Regions from separate parts of the Mus musculus genome. Here region 1 is linked to region 2. Evidence: chromatin contacts called from public promoter capture Hi-C data. All regions are on one chromosome and are shown on one strand. Each heading gives the region's core, a stretch centred on a gene start, on an enhancer-like site or on the middle of the called end of the contact. The rest is flanking DNA. Distances are from core to core; before and after follow the strand shown.

Region 1 (4,526 bases), core at 139-2,638, about 15 Mb after region 2:
CGCCCAATCCCTGAGCAGCCTGACATCCCGTGACAGCCGGGGAGCCTGTTTGGAGAAAAGTAGAGAGGGAGCCCGCAAGCTGCGCTGGCGGAGGGCGCTGGAACCTGGCTGTTCCGGAGAAAATGTCTCCTTGGCAGCTGCTGCCGCTGTCCTGTGGTCTGGCTTCCCCGGGCTGGGTCGGCGCGCGGGGAGGGGTTGGGGGCGACCGGGGCGGTGTCGGGCACGGGCGTTTCCCCGCCCAGGTCCACACCGCCTCGGCAGAAAGAAAAACCAGGATCCCGTGTGCGCCGGGGTCGCAGGGCTCGCCCTTGGCTCGGGCTAATGACAGCAGGCGGTTGCCAAGCGTGGCCCTGCGGAGCCTGGCTGAGCCCCGGGTTCCCAGGGCGGGTCGGAGTGGCATCTGACCTGGGGTAGGTTCATGCACACACAGATCGCACGCCCTCTCCTGCAGCCCTTGGTTTTGCAGTCCCCACGCCCCGGGCCTCGGACCCGCGACCTCCGTGCGAAGCCACCAGCGTGCAAGTGCCGCGGGAGGGAACCATGTTCACCTTGCCATGCACACATCTACCCCCACGCCCTGTGTCACTGCCCAGCCGAGCCTGCCAGCCTCCCCGCCCGCGATGCCCTGCCCTGCCCTGCCCTGCCCTGGCCTCTCCTGGTGCGCCCCACACTCAACACCACGTAACTCCCTCCCATCCCGACGCCGGCCACCCCAGAGCAAGCCTGGGGGAAAAAAAAAGAGAGAGAGAGATGGGGTTTTCCTGTGAGCAAATATATCTACCTGGATCGAATTCAGGGATCCGAGCTTGGTATTCAGCTCCGACTCTCATCCCAACATCTGCAAAGCAATGCCAAGATATATGGTAAAATGGTAATAAATAAGGAGAGGAGAGGGGAAGGGCAAGGCAGAGACTCTCCAGCCGCGGGAGCGCGGGCGAGGCCGTGGCCGGGTGGGGGCGGGGAGGCGCGGGTCGCGGGCTGCGGCGGCACCGGGAGTTCCGGCGGCCGCGGCTCGGCTCCGAGGGGGAGGAGGGCGCGGGGAAGGGGGCCGGGCGGACGGGCGGGGGCGGGGAGCGCGGCGAGGTACCCCCGTGCTCGTCGTCGCTGCTGCAGCCGCTCTCGGGCTCCGAGAAGTGCAGCCCGCCGTTGGCCGAGGAGCCGCCGCCTCCCGCCGGGCTCTTGGCGCCGCCGTTGGCCGATCGGCTCTTCCCCAGTAACTCGGGCCCTTTCTCCATCATGCCGGGCATGGTAGAGGAGGGGGAGAGGTGGCGTCAGGGAAGGGGGAGACGGCTGGCGGGCGCGGGCGGGAGCGCGGAGGAGGAGGAGGAGGTGTTAATATGGAGCCGCCATCACCGCCCCGGTCGAGCCGTAGCGCAGTCGCCCCACACCGGCCCGCCCCGGCCCCGCCTCCCTCCCCTCCCCCGCCGCCGCCGCCCCGCGCCGTGCCACCCGGCCGAGCGCCCCTCGTGGCCGCGCGCTCCTCACTGGGCGGCCGCGATCACTCCGCCCTAGGGAGGTTCCGGCCGCGGGGCGGAGAGACCAGAGGGCCGGGACCCCGCGCGTCCCCAGCCGGCCGGTTCCCGGGCGCTCGAGGGCCGGGAGACGATGTGGAGGCCCCGGAGGCGGCATGGAGGGCGGGGAGGCGGCCTCTGCCCTGTCTCAGCTGAAGGAATTTGGCCTGCTGAGGCGGGGCCGCGGGGCGGGAGCTGCTCCCGTGACCGGGAACCCGGGATGGCGGTCTCAGGAGCTGCTCCGGTGAGGAGCGGCGGGGATGGCGGCCTTTGACAGGAGCTATGAGGATGGCGGCCTTGGACCGGAGCAGCTCCGGTGACGCGGGCAGGGGTTGGCGGCCTCAGACAGGAGCTGCTCCCGCGAGGTGCGCCCCGGGGTAGGAGCTGGGTCCTCCGGTTGGAGGCAGGATCGGTTCACTCCGGAATGAGACCGGCCCTAAAGACCTGGCGAGGCAGCTCCTCTCTGCTGTGAGGTCCGAGAGGGACTGAAAGGGCAGTATTTCCACTTGGCTCTTTCCCTTTTGCTGTCTAAGAAGCGAATGCCACGAGTGGGGAAATAAATAACCGAACTCTACCTTCCCCGGGCCAGTGCTATCTGGGTCGACACTGCCTGGGGTGGTGGCTCAGAGCAATTCTGGAGAGGGTGGAGAGAGAAGTGCTCTGCAGAGAGGTGCTGCTGCTGCAGAGAAAGGTGAGGCCAGCTGCCTTCTGGCAGTTTGCACCCAGTTGAAGATTGGCTGGACTGTATTTCTTCCCCAGATTTAAGGATATTTGCTTATGACATACTGTCTGGGCAAGGAGGACGATTTGTGTCTCAGGAGTAAAGGGGGGGGGGAGTTGCTTAATATACAGATGTGTGTCCTGCAGAATTTGGGGGTAACAGTAAAATTACCTTGAAGGTTAAAACTGTTCTTTGGAATTCTGTTACTGAGAAATAACAGACCTACTCAAGAATTCAGCCAAGAAAACTCTGGGATACAAGAATTAGGCCGGTCATCTGTCTAAAGGAGGGAGTATTTTGTCCGGGTGGAGAAACAGTACTGGTACTGGAAATAGTTGATTTTTAGCTCTATATGTGTCCATTAATTTTTGAACCACAACTCAACCTCCCCTCCCGTTTTATTTTTTGAGACAGGATTTCTATGTGTACTTCTGGCTGTCCTGGAACTCACAGAGATCCGCTTGCCTCTGTCTTCTGAGTGCTGGGAGTAAAGAGCTGCACCACCACACCTAGCATCGGTTCCTTTTTTTAAAAAACACATTGCTGAAGGATATTTTAAGTCTGATTTTTATTTTCTGCAAGGAGAAATGTTATGGACAACTGAAATGATATTTTATTTTTTACATTCCAACCTCTAATGAACACGACTCATCTCAGCCCTGTCACATCAGCTCCTTTGATCCTGGAGTACAAAAGCTAGAGCCTATAAAAAGAAAATTCAAGAAAAAAAAAAACCACAAAACAAAATAGAGGCCTCTTAATAGATACACTTTTTAACTCTGAAATAGTGCTGATTCACTTTTCTGTAGAAAAGAATCTGCGTCTAGATTAGGGATCAAAAGTTTCAAGGGCTTTTGGGACTATTTTGATTAGTAGAATCTTGGCAGTAAAATGATTCTACTGGAATATTTAGACCAAAGACTGCATTCACCTTTGGGGAAGGATTTTGGCGTGAAGGGATGTGTGTGTGTGTGTTTAAGGAAAACAAATTTCTGTTTTGCTTTTAAGAAAAGGAAAGCACTCTAAACTTGCCTGGTTGAGAAGGGTGATTGTAGTGGACCTTAAAATGGTCTCTTCCCAGATAAGACATTACAGAACAGAAAAGCCCTAGGTAGAAATCTGGAAGAATGTCTACTTCTGTTTGGAGAGGAGGAAAGCCCCTGGGCGGAGAAGAGAGCTTTAGGGGTTAATAATATCTCTTGAGATGGGTTGAAGGGGGGGGGGCACTACTGGTCTGTTGAGTATTTAAATTAACTCCATTTTAAGGTTTTCTCAAGAGTTACAAAGACCAAACATAAGGCAAAGGTCGGGGATTAGCTAAGTTGTATGTTGCCTGGGCTTCTCTTTGATATCATGTGAATTCCAGAAGCAAGGATACAGGAGAAACTTTGTTTCAAATAAGACAACGTTTAGAAGGCCAAGGGATCAAGATCAGTTATCTTTTGGGATGACTTCTATCTAGCAATGAGTCTTGGAGAAGATACCCAAGGACTCTAGGAAAATAATGTTCTTGAGAAACAGAAGGCTGAATGCTTATACAATGACCAGATTCCCTCCCGGCATAGGGATCCATGGGCGTATTCTAATCCTAAGGAAAGCCAGCAGATTGTGTATAAATTGTATAGCTGAGTCTAGGGAAAATGTAGAGGTTAAGGACAGCCAAGACAGTCTTGAGCAACAGTTCTCAACCTGAGGATTGCAACCCCTGGGGAATCACTGAACAAACCCTTTCACAGGAGTTGCCTAAGACCTTCAAAAAATACATTTACATTACAACTCATAACAGTAGCAAAATTACAGTTAGAAAGTAGCAGAGGAGCTGGGTGGTGGCACAGGCCTTTAATCCCAGCAGCACTCAGGAGGCAGAGGCAGGCAGATTTCTGAGTTCAAGGCCAGCCTGGTCTACAAAGTGAGTTCCAGGACAGCCAGGGCTATACAGAGAAACCCTGTCTCAAAAACAAAACAAAACAAAACAAAACAAAAAACCCAACAAAGTAGCAAAGAAATAATTTCATGGTTGGGGGTCACTACAACATGTAACTGTATCAAAAGGTCAAAACATCAGGAAGGTTGAGAACAGCGGAGCTTCCTGAGTCTTCATGTCTTTCCAGTATGGAAGGGTTCATTCAGGAAATTGAGTCAGCTCCTCTAGAAGAAACCAAGGAGATGGCACTATATAACACCAAGAAAGAGTTATTCTGGAGGCCTTGGCATGCATAATGAACTGCTTCCAACTGTGACCTTTGAGCACACATGCAGACACACCGCCATTACCTATGTCCCCACACAGGACT
Region 2 (4,916 bases), core at 652-3,151:
AATTCTCCATGAAACATATAGATTTCTTTTTATGTTTCTTTCTTTTTCTTTCTTTTTTTTTTTTTTTTAAGTATTTCATTCATCTAGAATACTGGTAGGCACATGAGGTGGCTCAAGCCTTTAATCCCAGCCCTTGGGAGGCAGAGGCTGGCAGATCTGTGTGAGTTCAAGGCCAGCTTAGTCTACATGTGAGTTCCAGAACAGTAAGGACCATCTAATGCAGAGACCCTGTCTCAAACAGCCAAATCAAACTACAACAAACACCACCTGTAAACTCCCAAAATGTCTAAACAAATTGAGAGTGGGTCTTTCTTCTGGGAAGCACGGGGGGGGGGGGGGTAAGAAATTCGGGTTGAATCTGAGGATGCCCCTGAGGCCCGCCCTCCCCCCCCCGCCCTCCCCCCCCCCCCCCGCCCCCATCCATCATGAGGATTTAAGAGATTTGAGGAAAGAGTAGAAACCATTACTGTTTCCAACAGAATATCAAAGTTTTGGGAACTTGGCGTAGTATGTGTGTTCATTAGCAATTCAATATGTCTGATTTGCCCACACAATTACTTTCAACTTCTTTACTAGTTTGTCCTGGAAGAAAGAGAAAGCAGATTTTGCTCAGCTGCAAGGTTTCCTGGTGAGTTGGTTAGCAACCAGGCTTGCCAGTCAGCGTTCACATAGCAAACAGTAAACACATTTCATTTAGACAATTACTAGTGTGTTGACTTCCTCGCTATGCACTTTTCTTATTGTCTTGAATCATTCTCTCCCCTGCTTGTTACTCAACTTTTTACTTGTGTGTTATTCTTGCCTTCCATTATCTTGAGGGCAGAAATTTTCTACATTTCCTCTTTGCTGGTTAGGCACAAAGAACAGGTAAGGAAGAAGTTTATCTGAAGGGAGAGAGGTGCAACACAAAATAAGGTCTCTCCCTTCCTTACAAAGCCGTGGCTCCTTACGCACCAATTAAGGAACAGACTAAAGCGTCTACAAGTATCAATCTCACTGGAAAGGTCTAAGACTGGTCTCGGGGCAGTGTCTTTGCTTGTCACGGAGAGTACAGACGGGACGCGGGGATCGTGAAAAGAAACGCAGCTGCAACTTGAACAGAGGACGCCGGGGAAAGGCGCCTCTCACAGCCGCTAGGAGCTTGTAGCTCGCATGCACCTGGCGACCGACTCGGCAGGCCGGAGGCGGCGCGTCCCTGAGGAGAACGGGGCCTGGGCGAGCACCGCAGGAGGGCCAGACCCAGCGGCCCCAGGCTGGCCCTGGCCAGCTGCGGCCCCGCGCGCTCGGCCTCCCCGGGACACCTGCCCCGAGAAAAAGTATACTTATGGCCGTCGCGGTGCACGCGGACTCGCTCGCTCCACACCCCCAGAGCGCGCTTGTCTCCAGCCGGGAAGCAGGCCCCTCCCCGCGCAGCTGTCGCCGCCGCCTGCGGGCTCCTTTCACTTTCTCACGGCCAAGTCACCCAGAGGGGAGCCACTGCCGCCGCTACTGCCGCCGCCGCCGCCGCCGCGGTCCGCGAGCTCCGCCCCTCCCCGAGAAGACCACGCCCACCCAACAGTCGCCGTCTGCGATTGGCGCGCGCAAGCGGCAGCTCCTGACCGCCACTCCTATTGGTCGAGCTGCCCCGTCAGTCCCGCCGCTTCTCCGCCCTCCCGGAACACCGCGCTTCTACTGGGCGCCACCGAGGCCGGGGGCGGGCCAGAGACCGGGGCCCGCCGCTTTCGCTCAATCGCTGAGCGGCCGGCAAGGGGCGGCCCGGTCGGGCGGGGCCACATCTGGGCCGCGCCGCCGCGTGCGTGCGTGTGCGTCGTCCGCCCCCCGCCCGCGCCCCGCCCGCCCCGCCCCCCGGCCCGGCGCCGCGCTCGCCCGCCCGCCCGCCCGCTCCCGCCCGTGCGTCTGGCAGGCTGCGGCCGCCGCTGGGCTGCTGCCATGGGGAGCCGTTGAAAGAGTGGGGCCCTGTGGCTCGGCCGCGCGCCTCAGGCTGCCAGCGCGGGCGGGGGGCGGCGGGGGCGCGCGGGGCCCGGGCCGGGGCCGGCGGGCGGGCGGGGGCCGGCGGAGGACGCCCACAAGTCCAGCGGCGGCGGCGGCGGCAGAGGAGGAGGAGGAGGAGGACGCGGCGGGGACGCGGCGACTCGGGCCGCTCCGTGTGAGTCCCCGCGCCCGCCCTGCCCCGCTGCCGACCGTGGGCTCCCGCCGGGCGGAGTTAGTTAGTGTGGCGGAGGGCAGGCGGTGCGGGCTCGCCTCGCCTCGCCTGGCCGCGCTCCCCGGCCGGTGCAGCTGCGGCGCGGGGCGGACTCGGTGCAGCTGCGGCGGCGCCTCCCGGTGCGGAGGGCGGGCGGGCGGGCGGGGGAGGGGGCCGGGCCGCCGCAGCTGCAGCGCCCGGGACGGCCGCGGCTCCGGGGCCGGTGCAGCTGCAGGGCCGGGGGAGGGGGAGGGCGCGGCGCCCGGGTTGCGGTTGCCGGGAGGCCCCGGGGGCTGGCGCGCGGCGGCGGCGACGGGGGAGCGGTCGCCGCGCCGCTTCTTGCGACTTTTCTTTTGTTGTTGCCGCGACCGGGGTCTGTTTTCTCGGCCGTTGTGGAAGGTGCTTTCCTGCTGCACCGGCTCTCTGCCCTGCACCTTCTTCCCCGTGGTTTCACCCTTCCTCTTTCCCTGAAGTGCTTTATGCACCGCGAACTGCGGGAAGATTTGCATCTCCTCTCCCACCCCTGAACCTCACACACACACCCGGGGCACCCTGCCCCCACCTCTGAAAAACAAACCCCCTAACCTCACAGAACCTCCGAGGGTCCGCGGTAGCGGTGGACGGGTCGATCCGTGGAGTGGATGTCTTCGGGCCATTGCGGTGCTTGGGACTCATTAAACTGTCACTCACCCCCACCACCACCCCACTGGGTAAACTGGGTGATTAATGTCGGATATAGTGGAATGGGGCGAGGGCATCTGTGGAAAAGAGGGTGTGTGTGTGGCAGGGAAGTAATGTGTCTATCTGCACAGAGTGCCTCCCGAACGAGTTCAGAATTGTGTCATTCACCGCGAAGTTAGAGAAAGTTAGGTTTGTGACTCGTGAGCGAGAGCAGAACACAGTTGGGGTTTTGTTCTCTAGCTCCCTGCCTCTGTTTTCTAAGCGAGCCTAAGTGGTTGTCGCCTGGGTTGGGACGCTTGTGCCTCAGGCCCCAACTTCTTTTTTCTACTCTCCAACCTCCCAAGGGTCGGTGGAGATGTGTCTGATATTCATAGATGTCGCAGCACCTTGCAGGGCACCCAGCGACCCAGCCCCGGTTACATTAACATTACATCAGCCATTAGAAAAGATCCACAAACTGTAGCCAAAAAAAGTTCCCAAAGTCTACACTTGGCCTCCCAACCCTCCTGGTGATCACAACCCCTTTCCCCAAAGTTATAGAGACCAAGGGCAAGACAAAAGTGACTTTTCTGAGCAGGAAGACAAGCTGTGTGGTCAAACAACCATTCTAAGTGACTGTAGCAGGTTTTGTCAGTTTATTAATTTGCCTCATTGAACTAAAATACTTTCCAGTATTTCAGAAGTGCAGTTTGAGTTTGTTGATGCTGAAAGTGGAAATTTGCACTAACGGTGGCAGTGTGAACTATTTTCCTGAGAGGTAGATCCAGATAAATTGCTTAGGTAAGAGTAAAACAATAAGGTGAACCACGCTGAAGTAATAGTTCTTAATAAGTCTGCCAACATTTCGGAGATGTCTGCCATTATCTCCGCAGGGGAAGGGGGAAAAACATGCTGTAATAATGTTGAAATGGGACTAGAGATGTCAAATGGGTTGGTTTAAAAATATCCCTAAGCTGCCTTTGAAACTAGACGTTGGAGTTGAATAAAAGTGAATGTGGGTTTCCTGAATAGCACCGAGCTCGAGTGTGCTGTCATATGTAAGCCAGTCCACCAACTTGAGGCAGAAGTGTTGCGATTCCATAAATACAGTAGGACTCCATATGCTGAGCTTTTCAATTTCTTCTGTTAGAAAGTTTGGGGGGAAAAAGGAAGACTTTGAAGTATTTTGTTTATACTAACAGAAGAGAAAAGTTCTCCTAAGAAAAAGCTGGTGGCAGGAGTGTAGAGGAGTAGCATATGGCATTAAAGGAGCACAGCTGGAGGTAGCATTTCCATCTGAACATGATGTCAGAGCAGCTGACAGCCTGCCATCCCTCAGCCTTTTATTCTAACACACAGACAGGGAGTTAGTGTGTGCGGATCTGTGGTGGAGAAGGTATCTCATTCCTCTCCAACATCATCTCCACTTTGCATCTGTCTCTCTTAGTCTGCTTTTTTTCCACCGATGTAACAGACCTGCAGCCAGCAAGACTCCGAGGGAAGGACTTAATCAAGTTTATGTGTCCTAAAGGTAGGAGTAGCAGGAGATTAGGCTGAGCATCTTTGTGTTTGGGTGTTTTATTTAATTTTTTTTAAAATCACATTACTTTTCTAATCCACTTTATAAATAATATGTGAAATTGAGCATGAAGTGATGGTCTTACTGGATTGAAAGTCTTGGGCTTGCTTGGTTTACGATTTTATTTCTTCTATTTGAGCAAGTAAATAACTTTAATACACAAAAATATTTCAAGTTTTCAGATGGTAAGAAACGCTCTGGAATATGGCTTTTGGAGCTCACTGTGGATTAAGATGTCTTTTGTTCACTGCTGTTTAGATTCCTTTTGCTTGAGGGGGGCAGAAACAGTAAACTGTCTGGAATCCAGCTTTCAAACTTACACGAGAAGATTATTCTGGTTAAGAAGCTAGGTTGTGTAATTAATTCCACTGTGAAACTTTATTCTTCAAAACATTCGGCAAGCATTACTGAAAGCAGCATACAGCTGTAGTGCTTTTGAAACCGGAGGGTTTTTGTTGTTGGGTTTTTTTTTTGTTTTGTTTTGTTTTTTGTTTT

Evidence for each region. Promoter capture Hi-C pulls out the DNA fragments that hold promoters and counts their contacts.
Region 1: a contact with region 2 is called in a promoter capture Hi-C map of erythroid cells, with 6 times the contacts expected there. The contact joins the promoter of Rcor3 here to the promoter of Zbtb18 in region 2.

The regions. Positions count from the first base shown.
Region 1 is chr1:192,136,652-192,141,177 of GRCm38.p6, forward strand. It overlaps Rcor3 (REST corepressor 3), which reads right to left and starts at 1,389. Exons shown (of 12, transcript NM_001346740.1): 1 at 1,088-1,389; 2 at 782-838. The coding sequence starts at 1,247. Gm10516 (predicted gene 10516) reads left to right here and starts at 247. Exons shown (of 4, transcript NR_033536.1): 1 at 247-410.
Region 2 is chr1:177,440,450-177,445,365 of GRCm38.p6, forward strand. Zbtb18 (zinc finger and BTB domain containing 18) reads left to right here and starts at 1,902. Exons shown (of 2, transcript NM_001355099.1): 1 at 1,902-2,146.